Linked DNA regions of Mus musculus: all the other regions are linked to region 3. Evidence: chromatin contacts called from public ChIA-PET, HiChIP or PLAC-seq and promoter capture Hi-C data. All regions are on one chromosome and are shown on one strand. Each heading gives the region's core, a stretch centred on a gene start, on an enhancer-like site or on the middle of the called end of the contact. The rest is flanking DNA. Distances are from core to core; before and after follow the strand shown. Region 1 has its middle 29 kb from the start of Timm8a2. Region 2 overlaps Clybl (citrate lyase beta like). Region 3 holds the start of Zic2 (zinc finger protein of the cerebellum 2). Region 4 overlaps Pcca (propionyl-Coenzyme A carboxylase, alpha polypeptide).

Region 1 (2,700 bases), core at 101-2,600, 410 kb before region 3:
TCCACCAGGGGTGGGGGAAGTGTTAGTGCTGGAGAGAGAGATAGGTCAGCACTTAAGAGCCCTTTGCTGTTCACCCAGGGGTCCTGAGCACCATTCTCCATATTGGTACAGCAGTTCACGACTACCCATGACTCTAGTTCCTGGGATCCGATGCCCTCTCCTGCCCTCTGTTGGCACCAGTCATGCATACGATGCGCCCATGTACACACAGCCAAAAGTCATACACATAAAACAAAAAAGTAAAAAAAAAATTTTTTTTTAATTCTTCAGGCTGGACAGGTGGCTCAGTGAGTAAGTAAGGTTCACTTGCCATCCAAAATTGAAATTCAAATCTCAAACACCTACGTCAAAAGTAAAGCACTGTGGTGTGTGCCTCTTGAGAAGTTGTTGTGATAAAAATTCTGACCCAACCCAACCTGGAGAGGAAAAGGTTTATTTCATCTTGCACTTTATAGTCACTGAGTAGGGCCGGAACCTAGAAGCACGAACTGAAGAAATGCTGCTCTCTGGCTCCCTCCTCATGACGGGCTCAGCCTGCTTTCGTAGACATCTCTGGACTGCCTGCTGAAGGTGGCACTGTCCACTGTGGACTGGGCCTTCCGACATCAATCACTACTCAAGAAAATGCCTAGGGTTGCCTATGGGCCAGTATTGTGGAAGCATTTTCCCACCGAGGTTCTCTTCTTCATATGACCCTAGCTTATGTTACAATGGCCAAGGTGGCTCTGTGTGTGTGTACTTAATAAAATAGTGCAACTTTTAAGCTATGTATCAAACATCTTTCTGGGGTTTTATTTCATCTTATTCTGTTCCTGACATCTGATATTTGTCTTGATGGTTCTCATTCTCCCAACATCCTAGACCCAAACCAAGTTCTACAAGCCTCAGTACAAGATACTCTTCCTATCTAAATGTCTCTGCTTTGCCTTGATCTCTGGAATGCTAGAAGCCTGGGGTTGATCGCACAAAGCACCATGCTACCTGACAATGCTGTCTGGATCCTGCTCAGCAGCGAGGGCATCCTCTCTGATCACAGCAGGACACAGTGACCACAGTGAATGCTTATTGCCTTGAAATAGCTGTTCCCTGGGTACCGTTCAGGATGTCCCGTGTCATAATGAAAGCTATATAGACAAGTCCATGAAGACAGAAGCAAAGATGGAGTAGTCTAGCCATGAGCCATGGAAATCCCAGGCTCACCGGAAGCTGGATGAAACAGGAGCCCTGGAGAGAGCATGGTCCTGACTACACCTAGAGTTTAGAACTTCATCTCCCAGGCGAGCAGGAGCATGAAAATCTCACTTTAAGCCACCCTGTTTGTGGTGTATTGTTATTGGCAGCTGTGAGAACTTCCTCAACACATCCTCTACTGCTTTTCCGCTGGCAAAAACCACAGGTGTTTACATACAGATTGCCATTGCTATAGAGATCTGAACATTTCTCCTTTTTTATGTTTAATGTCTCATAACTTTGAAATTATAATTTACTAATTGTTTAATAAGTTATTAAATCACAAACACGTTTATTCTGCACTCCAGTGCTAGTGTCTCTGTATTTCCATACAGTAATTCATCCACTCTTTGCTTTACTTTAGGCATTTACAAACATTATTCCAAGGAAATGTCCCGCTGGCTTTACCAGAACTCTATCCACACACAGTACAGTTCTCACCTCAAAGGGAATAAGAAGTAGTTAATTCTGAAGGCAAAATGCATGACTAAGGCCTGTGAAGATGGATTCAAGTTGCCCCAAATACTGTTCATACATGGCATGTTCTTATAAGTACAGGAAAAACCCCTAAAGCTCTTCCAAATCCATTGGTGGAGGCATGTTTACCTGTGTTACAGCAAAATGGGGACATGTCTGCTGTGGGTCTCACCATGCTGAAGGGAGCGCTGCATGCTCTGTCACATTCTCAACCTTAGGGACAATGTAGGCTTGTGGTCTGTTCATGCATCCCAAAGGCTACACTGGAAGGTCACAAGAGTGTTATGTCAGACAGATCTGCAATGAGTAGCAACTACAGGGGCCAAAGCTAGCCCAAGATAACTTTGCAACATTTCATCTCCTCACAGTCATGAGGTTCTGACCAAGTCCTTAGTCTGCTTGCAGAAGGTTTAACAGAAGTGTGGCCTTTTGGGAGGGGGACCCTTACAAAACCCCAAGGGGCCCACCCACTTCAGCCTGGGCTTCAGTACCACATCTGATCAGAAGAGGGCACCAGAGGACCTGTGCAAAGACTGGTACTTCAACCTCTTCTACTGCGTTTCACTCAGGCACAGATACAGAAACGTCCTCTCTCAATTCAGGTTACTCTTAGAATGCACTGTGATCAAAATGTGGAATCATCTTCAAGCCTGCTATCCTGTTTACTTGTTGAACTAAATATTTCCTACCATTTTCCCCAGTGATCGCATGAGCATTTGGTACTGAAGTTGTTTTAAACCAAAATATCCTCTAGCTGGAGCTACCTGTAATTTCTAAGTTCTGTAGAACAGTGGGCAGTGTGCAGATACACAAAGAACAGAGCTGGGGCAGTGGTTCCGTGGGTAAAGTGCTTGCTGCCCAAGCCATGTGCAGTGAGTGCCTGGTGCCTGGACCCCAGCACTGGAGGAGGGAAAAGACTGATCCCAGGGCCTCACCTGCCAGTGTAGCTGAAGCAGTGAGCTCCAGGTTCAGTGAGAGACCCCGGGTCAGGAA
Region 2 (2,706 bases), core at 160-2,659, 280 kb before region 3:
GTGATAAGTCTTAGCAGTGTTGACTAAACTATGTTGGGACAGGTGGCAAGAAACAATGCCCTGTTCCTTACCTATGGCTGTGGTAAGATGCCCTGAAAATAGTAACTTATGGGAGAAAGGATTTATTTTGACTCACATTTTGGGATTTCAGTCCATCATAATGTCAGCAGCAGAAATTTGAAGCTGTAGTCACATTACACTGTCTAGAAATGGGCTGCAGAAATGGCACAGTGGTTAAGAACACTAGCTGTTCTTCCAGAGGCCCTAGGTTCAGTTCTCAGCACCCACATGGCATTTCACAACCAGGGAATCTGATGCCCTCTTCTGGCCCCTGTGGGCACTAAACACATGTGCGTGCACAGACATACATGTAGGGAAAACACTCAGACACATGAAAATATATATAACTTTTTAAAAAATGTAAAGAGAGATATGTGAATGCTTGTGGTTAGCTCACTCTGTTTCTACAGTCCAGGTTCTTAGCCTAGAGAATAGTGCTGCCCACAGTGGGCCAGACTTTCCACTCTGGTAACCTAGTTAAGATATTCCCTATAGGCACCTGGGTATTTCTAGATGTTATCAGGTTGACGGTTAGGATTAACCATCACACAGGGATAAGCTCAGAGTGCTGTTGAGATAACAGAGGTGGGGATGACTTTCTGGGGGTGTCTGGGACACCCTCATGGGTGCTGCCTTTAGAAGATGACATGGGAGGAAGAGATGGGTTCCTGGGAAAGGGGACTTGCATGCCCCATGGGAGTTAGGACAGGACAAGGTTGAGTATGGGGGCACTCGTCAGCATAGGACTTCTAATTTACAACCTGCTGGGCAATGGGTAGGCAGTGAAAATGATGGACCCATCAAGCTGGCTCTTCATCCTGTAGCCTGGTTGGTGTGCTGCTTTGTCGTTGCTAAGCAACATGAGGAAGAAAGGGTTTGTTTGGGCTCACTGGCTGCGGGGACCATCCATTATGGTAGGAAAGCATGGTGAGGTGGTTTGGGAAGCAGAGAGAAGTGGATGCTAGCGCTTACCAGCCTTCCCCTTTTTATTGAGTCCCTGACCCCAGCCCATGGAATGGGTGTTGTTTCACCTCCCTTAACCTGTCAGGAAACTCTGTCATGGATGTGTCCAGAGGTTGTTTCAAGGTGTCTTTGGAACCTGTCAATACAACAGACTTAATGGCTGGTCTGAGTGGTATTTATTCCCAGGGCATTTCCATCTCCTGCCCTACAGTTACAACACTGGGGGTCTGGGGATGCCGCTCGGGTGGTAGAGCATCTCTGATATGCAGGAGGCCCTGGGTTCCTGCACCTCAGCCCTTGGTGCTCTGGGAAAGCTAAATGAGCCAGCGCAACTGTGATGGCACCAGGAGTGCAGGCCCCTCGGCTTTAATGAGCTCACTGTGTTGAGCCGGTTCTAGCTGTTTGCAGCTCTCAGGTGACTTGGGATCTCTGCCTACTGCACACTTAGCTTCCTACATCTGCAGTTAATTTGTTAAGAGACCTTAATTAGAAACTTCAAACAGTTTAAATGTCAATCACCAAAGCAGTGAAGTTCTCAGGTCCCAGCGTTCTGCCGGTGTTGGTCATCGGGATGTAATCCCAGGTGGACATAATTCAAGACAGATGACATTCCTGGGTTGCAGTTACAAAGGGCTTCTATATGTGGGAACTAATAAGCTGGCCCCTGTTGTCGTTCAGCCAGAAGGATCATCCAGTTAGGTCTTCTGACTTTCTGTTCATACTTTCCGTTCATTCATGATTCCATGGTTGGGCCAGTGAATGGCAAAGGACCGCCAGAGCTACGCTGCACATAAAATGCGTGGTGTATACAGTAAGAGCGATAAGATTCCTATTTAACACTGCGCTTTTCAGAGGGAAAATAATCACAGGCTGGGAGTGTGGCTCAGTGATGGGCGGAGTGACCTAAAATGCTCAGGGTCCCTGGGCCACCACCACCAAAATCTGACCAATTTTATGCTTCTTTTTAAGTCCTAAGCTCGAAGGCACTAACAGATTTGGAACTCACAAATGTTGGCTCCTTGCCACTTTGTCTTTTTCTCTATTCTTTGGTCTCTTAAAAAATGTGATGAAAGGGTTAAATATGGCAACAAGTCTTGTTTTAACAGAAAGTAAAACCCAAGGCAGGCAGAATAAATTAACGCCCGCCCTTCTCTGCAGGTCAGTTAGTGGGTGTTACATCCTTTGTCGTTTGTGCTACAAAGTAAATAATTTTGGGCAGCTGGGTACTTTTCACCACTTGTACATTTATGACTAATGATACCAGAAGATCTGTGGTCATCAAAAAGAAAAAACTGTGTGAGGGAGTTCTAAGTTGTGTTTTGTTGTGTCTTGAAAGCTTAAGAATATACATATTAAGAAATATGTGTACGTAAGTCATTTATATGGAATCTTATTTTATTTGAATTTGAAGTGTTTTTAAGTTTTAAAACTAGTTCAAGTTTCTCATACCGAACTGTGGGGTTTTGTTTGTTTGTTTGTTTGTTTGGATTTGGTTCTTTTTGTTGAGTCAGAGTTTCTCTGTGTAGCCCTGGCCAGTCTAGAGCTTAGACTGTAGATCAGGCTGGCCTTAAACTCAGTGACCTGCCTACCTCTGCCTCTGCTGGGATTACAGGCATGCACCAACATGTCTGGCCCCTATTTTTTTTTTAAATATATATTAAATTATATATTTGGCATTTAAAA
Region 3 (2,700 bases), core at 199-2,698:
GTTCCCGGATTTTTCGGTGTACTTTGGTAGTGGATGCAATCTCTGGGGAGTTGGTGGCCTCTGACAAAGTATACGGGAGCAGGATCGGGCGGAAGGGGACAAGACCCATAGACCTGGCACCGCGTTAGGCTCGCAGCTGAACTCTTGAATTAGCCGGCTGGTGACGGGAGCCACAGAGCCAGACGCGCGAACGAAACCCTGCATGCTGGCAGGCCCAGTCTATGGGTGCGTTGGGCCGCTGCTGCAGCTGCACAACCCAAGCGGGGCTCAGGGAAGGTGGGGCGGGCTGGGCGAAGGATTGACGAGGCCGTGATGGCCAATAGCGGTTTCTGGAGGGCGGGATGGGCGGGAGTCCCCGTTAAAGGGGCGGTGTGACCAGGAGGCCGAGCCTTGGATAAGGAGGGAGGGATACCCGGGCGGGAGACCCGGCGGGTACGCGGGGGAGGGGAGAGGAAAAGGAGGGGACAAAAAATAAAAAAATAAAAGGCTGCTGCTGCGGCCTCAGCGCCCACCGAAATAAACAGAGGCGGTGGCGAAGGCTGCCCACTGCAGCCGCGAGAGAGGAAGAACTCGTGTTGGCCTCCTAGCATTTGCTTGTGCCGAGGACTTCGCTCTGTCCTCGCTGATGCGAGCACTCATTCCCGGACTAGCGCCCAGAACAGATCGGCTGGAGGAAGGGGGAGAACCAGAGAACACTTTTTTATTGTTGTTATTGTTTTTCAGACTAGCCTCACCCTGCTCCCCTCCCCCTCCTCGCCTTCTCCCCTCCCACAGTCCCCCCCTCCCCTGCTCCTCCCCCTCCCTCCTCCTCCAGCCCAACTTAAAGAAAGAGGGGACGACGCGCCCGTTTCCTTCATCTAGGGGAATTCGTGACCGCTGCAAGTTTACTACTCCGGGCGTCGCCAATGCCAAGCTCGGAGGGCCAAGAGGGCTAAACCCCCGCAGCAACCGCGAAGCCGAACAATACCGGCAGCGCTCTGGGCGGCGTGAGCAAGGCCTCGGGGGAGGGAGCGGCCACCCGAGAGCGCCGTGGACTCGACGCCTAGCCTCCTCCTCCCGGCTGCCCAGCGCCCCTGCGGAGATCAGGTGGAGCGGCGGGTGCGCCAGGCTCTGGGGCTGGCGGAGCTTGTTGCTGTCCGCTCCCTGCCAGCTTGTGTGCGCACAGCCACTGCCCTAGGGCACTGTGGCCCCGCAGCCGCGTTGACTTCATTCGGCGGATGCCGCTGATCTCAGCCAGGCTCCTGGTCCGCCGGCAGTACAAGGCAGCTAGCGAGTGAGTGCGTGCGTGCGTGCGCGCGCGGGGGCGCGCAGGGGTGGGGGCCGCGGCGCTGAGCTCGCCCTCCGGCGGCCCCCCTCTCCTCCGCTCCCCACACCTCCCTCCGCTCCCTCCTCCCGCCCGCCCTCCCCTGCCCTGCCCGCCCGCCCCCGCCGCAGCTCCTTTAATACACTTTGGTTCTCCGCCTGGCTTTGGACTCTTCTCCTCCTCCACCTCCTCCTCCCGCGCCTCCTCCGCCGCCGCCTCCTCTTCCTCTCCGCGCCTTCGCTCGGTGCCCGGCCGCCTGAGGCAGATACAGGCGGCGGCGGCGGGCGCACCAGCCCGGCTCCCGAGACTGCAGTCGCCAGTATTTCCACCGCCGGTTCACGGAGCCGGGCGTCCAGAGGACGCGCCTCGCCGATCCGAAGAGGAAATCCAGGCGGCGGGGTTCACCGGCGCCGGCGGGGCGGCCGGGCGCGCTGGCCATGCTTCTGGACGCGGGGCCGCAGTTCCCGGCCATCGGGGTGGGCAGCTTCGCGCGCCACCACCACCACTCGGCCGCGGCAGCGGCGGCTGCGGCGGCCGAGATGCAGGACCGCGAGCTGAGCCTGGCGGCAGCTCAGAACGGCTTCGTGGACTCGGCCGCGGCGCACATGGGCGCCTTCAAGCTCAACCCCGGGGCACACGAACTGTCTCCTGGTCAGAGTTCGGCGTTCACGTCGCAAGGTCCGGGTGCTTACCCGGGTTCGGCTGCTGCAGCCGCTGCGGCCGCGGCTCTAGGGCCCCACGCCGCACACGTTGGCTCCTATTCGGGGCCTCCCTTTAATTCCACCCGGGACTTCCTGTTCCGCAGCCGGGGCTTCGGGGACTCGGCGCCGGGAGGCGGGCAGCACGGGCTCTTCGGACCCGGCGCCGGCGGCCTTCACCACGCGCACTCGGACGCGCAGGGCCACCTTCTTTTCCCTGGCCTCCCGGAGCAGCACGGGCCGCACGCCTCGCAGAACGTGCTCAATGGGCAAATGCGCCTAGGGCTGCCGGGCGAGGTGTTCGGGCGCTCGGAGCAATACCGCCAAGTGGCCAGCCCGCGGACCGACCCCTACTCGGCGGCGCAGCTCCACAACCAGTACGGCCCTATGAATATGAACATGGGGATGAACATGGCAGCGGCCGCAGCCCACCACCACCATCACCACCACCACCCTGGTGCCTTTTTCCGCTACATGCGGCAGCAGTGCATCAAGCAAGAGCTCATCTGCAAGTGGATCGACCCGGAGCAGCTAAGCAATCCCAAGAAAAGCTGCAACAAAACTTTCAGCACCATGCACGAGCTGGTGACCCACGTCTCTGTGGAGCACGTCGGCGGCCCGGAACAGAGCAACCACGTCTGCTTCTGGGAGGAGTGTCCACGCGAGGGCAAACCCTTTAAGGCCAAATACAAACTGGTC
Region 4 (2,737 bases), core at 209-2,708, 380 kb after region 3:
TGATTAATCCCAGCTGATAATTTGTTTTTAATTTAAAAAATGAAGACATATATTCTTGATTGTTTGACATTTAAGATATGCTTTTTCATTGTGTATGGATGCGTGTGTGTGTGTGTGTGTGTGTGTGTGTGTGTGTGCACTTACGTGCATATTCATATGCAGATGCATACCTTCACAGAAGCCAGAGGTCAAAATCAGTGTGTTCCTCCATCATTCTTCTGTTTATTCATTTATTTTTTGAGACAGGATCTCTCTCACTGAACCTGGTAGTATTGATTGGCTAGACTAGTGAACCAGCAAGTCCCATGGGTTCTCCTGCCTCTACCTCCCTGACCCTGGAATTATAGGCATTACAACACCAACTTTTTGGTGGATGTCCCAGGGAATTCATACTCAAGTCACCATGCTTGACAGCAGGATTCTATTCCCTGAGCATCTCCACGGCCCTTATTTCATTTCTTTTTCCATAGCTCTGTGATGTGAAGGTGTGCCAAACTGTGACAGAACAGCAGGGGATATGCACATCTCCTGTACTGTAGGGAATCTCTGAGCTAGGTCTTGCTGCTTTTTCCATCTTGGGACATGAGTCCAAGAATGCTGTAGCACTTTGTGTCAGTGGGTTTCCTAGATAAAGAACAACAATATGGGTCTCAGTTTCACAAATAAAATCCAAGAGGAAAAGGAAGTAATTGATTAGCAGTGGTCACTGTGCTGAGGAGGATAACCTGCCTTCAAAGACTTATGTTTTGAACTTCATAGTATGTTTAAGAAATAGTTTACTTCAAAGGCCCTCACCACAAGAAAATGGGCTGTTTTCCTGCTATTCTTGTTCCCTGGCTCAGTATTACTATAAGTAGCTCATATCCGGCTCTGTGGTCTCAGGTGGCCATTGTGTTTATGATCCTCAGGCTGAAATGGCAAGAACTCTGGCCCTATTTTAAGTCAGTAGCAAATTCACACTGTTTGACATGAGTCGACTGAGGTTCTCACGAAACACTTGACTCTCTGACCCATGTTAAGGAAAATGCTTAGATACATAGGGATTATGGCCTCCCAAAATAAAAAACTAAATTTACCAAGCCAGGCTTAGACAGACTCACCTAGTGTACCTGCCGTCTTGATGCATTGTGATAACTTCTGCACTGCCACTCTAAATTTCCAAACAATGTGCTCAGAGATTAAAAACCTGACTGGGTTACCAAGACCTCATTGGAAGTGTTTGAACTTGCCCTTTCTTGTATGTGGGTGTATCTGCATATGTAGAGTTTTCTAAGATGCCACTCTTACTATTGGTGACCTCTACATAGTTCCAAATTTACAGACAGGAGTGGGAAATGACTTCCACTGAAATTGTTCACACATGGGCTGTTTCCATCTGAGGCAGCTCCCAAGTGATTCTGTGGGGAGCCCTTCAGAGAGGCCCAGTGTTCAGCGCTCTGCCTACTTAGGCTTGGTGGCACTGCGTTTCCTTCCTGCCTATCTGATGCATTCTTTGATTAGATCTAGGTTTGTTCTGAGAAATGCAGGCCTGTGGTGATTTCAGTTTCACACTGAATTCTCCCCTCATTCTTCCCCTCCTGTCCTCCCTTTCTCTTTCCTGTCTCACAGTGGAAGCAGAGGGAGTGAGGACTGAAAGACAGTGAGTGGTGTGGTGTGTTCAGAAGGGAAACACCAGCCACTCATGGCTTTCTCGACAGCAGTAAGGTCATGGGGCCTGGTGCCGTGTGTCTGTCTGTCCGTCCACATCAGACACTTTACTTCAAGCACTGGCCACACAGCAATCTTTTACTCTTGCACTCCTTGCCATCTCTTGTATTTACTGTACTAACTTGCTTTGGCAGCACTCGTGACAAGACAGGGCACTTCCTAAATTTCTAGTTAGGTCTTCTGAGATCTATCCCGTATTTGAACCGAGCTGACAGCCACATGCAGACTGGCTGCCTGAGTAAAGTTCAAATACTTCATAGGTCAGGGCCTTCGGGGGAGCCAATCCATAGAGATGACCCATGGTAGGAGTTACAAGAGTTAGCACTCCTCTTCCATCTATGCTTACAATGCTAAGGATTCTTAAGGAATTGTTTTGTTTATATCATTTGCAAGAAATTCATTCACATTTTCTAAACATACTGTCAGGATATACCTTTAGGAAAGACTGGTCACCCAAGCCCTTAGGAAGGCATTACAGATGGATACATGTTGTTGTGTCCATGGCCACTGTTTAGATCATGCTCTCCCTGCAACCATTCCTTCTGTCATTCCCAAGAGGGGAGTCTGATTGTCCCTCTCCGTTTTTTCTCACCTAGATGTTGAGGGATCACTGGAAAGTCTAGGGTTTGCTGTCCTCAAGTTCAGTTAGCTAATAGCAGAGGTAGGAAGCAAAGCTCGTATACATATGCATACTGCCTTCTCAGAGGGCTCCACGTGGAAAATACTGGGACCAAAGCCTATTGTGGCAAAAGACTGTATACTCCTCACAGTGTTTCCATTCAGTCCATAGACAGCAGGGTTTTCATAAAGAACCGGGGGAGTTCCATGTAACAGAACAACATCTGCAAGCCATTGAGATTGTGATCAGTAAATTACCATGGAAGGATGCAATATGGACCTGAATTGTGACATGAAATTAAGGCTGGGGTGACATATATAGGATACTGCACATGCAGGCACACACACACAGAATGCTGAACCTAGGATACTAAACTTAGAGTGAAAATCCTTCATGCTCCTGTGTTGATCA

The links. Promoter capture Hi-C pulls out the DNA fragments that hold promoters and counts their contacts. ChIA-PET counts read pairs in DNA pulled down with a chosen protein or histone mark. HiChIP or PLAC-seq counts read pairs in DNA pulled down with a chosen protein or histone mark.
Region 1: an RNA polymerase II ChIA-PET map of memory CD8 T cells shows a contact between it and region 3, with 50 read pairs. The contact joins the enhancer-like site here to the promoter of Zic2 in region 3. A contact is called at or near these places in 4 of 39 promoter capture datasets (embryonic stem cells, hematopoietic stem and progenitor cells and pre-B cells), 9 of 484 Hi-C or Micro-C datasets (B cells, CD8 T cells, the HL-1 cell line and 5 more), 4 of 115 datasets of contacts at active chromatin or transcription factors (embryonic stem cells, large pre-B cells, memory CD8 T cells and 1 more) and 1 of 9 other capture datasets (liver).
Region 2: a contact with region 3 is called in an H3K4me3 HiChIP or PLAC-seq map of embryonic limb bud, with 4 times the contacts expected there. The contact joins the enhancer-like site here to the promoter of Zic2 in region 3. A contact is called at or near these places in 15 of 39 promoter capture datasets (the 3T3-L1 cell line, the C10 cell line, cranial neural crest and 9 more), 2 of 484 Hi-C or Micro-C datasets (B cells and natural killer cells), 19 of 115 datasets of contacts at active chromatin or transcription factors (craniofacial prominence, embryonic basal ganglia, embryonic forebrain and 13 more) and 3 of 9 other capture datasets (adipose tissue, embryonic stem cells and liver).
Region 4: a promoter capture Hi-C map of the HPC-7 cell line shows a contact between it and region 3, with 3 times the contacts expected there. The contact joins the enhancer-like site here to the promoter of Zic2 in region 3. A contact is called at or near these places in 11 of 39 promoter capture datasets (the 3T3-L1 cell line, the C10 cell line, the HPC-7 cell line and 6 more), 13 of 115 datasets of contacts at active chromatin or transcription factors (craniofacial prominence, embryonic basal ganglia, embryonic forebrain and 9 more) and 2 of 9 other capture datasets (adipose tissue and macrophages).

Annotation. Positions count from the first base shown.
Region 1 is chr14:122,062,516-122,065,215 of GRCm38.p6, forward strand. No RefSeq gene overlaps it. Among named protein-coding and RNA genes, the nearest start is that of Timm8a2, 29 kb to the left of the region's middle. Within about 2 kb of position 1,351, at least 71 of the 459 cell types and tissues checked have an H3K27ac peak or open chromatin away from gene starts, as enhancers often do. A contact at or near this core is called in B cells, CD8 T cells, Th1 cells and 3 more, where this site is marked.
Region 2 is chr14:122,198,967-122,201,672 of GRCm38.p6, forward strand. All of the region lies in intron 1 of Clybl (citrate lyase beta like), which reads left to right. Among named protein-coding and RNA genes, the nearest start is that of Clybl, 19 kb to the left of the region's middle. Within about 2 kb of position 1,410, at least 8 of the 459 cell types and tissues checked have an H3K27ac peak or open chromatin away from gene starts, as enhancers often do. A contact at or near this core is called in craniofacial prominence, embryonic limb bud and second pharyngeal arch cranial neural crest, where this site is marked.
Region 3 is chr14:122,473,936-122,476,635 of GRCm38.p6, forward strand. It overlaps Zic2 (zinc finger protein of the cerebellum 2), which reads left to right and starts at 1,449. Exons shown (of 3, transcript NM_009574.3): 1 at 1,449-2,700. The coding sequence starts at 1,741. It overlaps 2610035F20Rik (RIKEN cDNA 2610035F20 gene), which reads right to left and starts at 1,264. Exons shown (of 5, transcript NR_045046.1): 1 at 968-1,264; 2 at 513-667.
Region 4 is chr14:122,851,228-122,853,964 of GRCm38.p6, forward strand. The region is part of intron 21 of Pcca (propionyl-Coenzyme A carboxylase, alpha polypeptide); the gene reads left to right. Among named protein-coding and RNA genes, the nearest start is that of Gm46488, 58 kb to the right of the region's middle. Within about 2 kb of position 1,459, at least 45 of the 459 cell types and tissues checked have an H3K27ac peak or open chromatin away from gene starts, as enhancers often do. A contact at or near this core is called in the HPC-7 cell line and memory CD8 T cells, where this site is marked.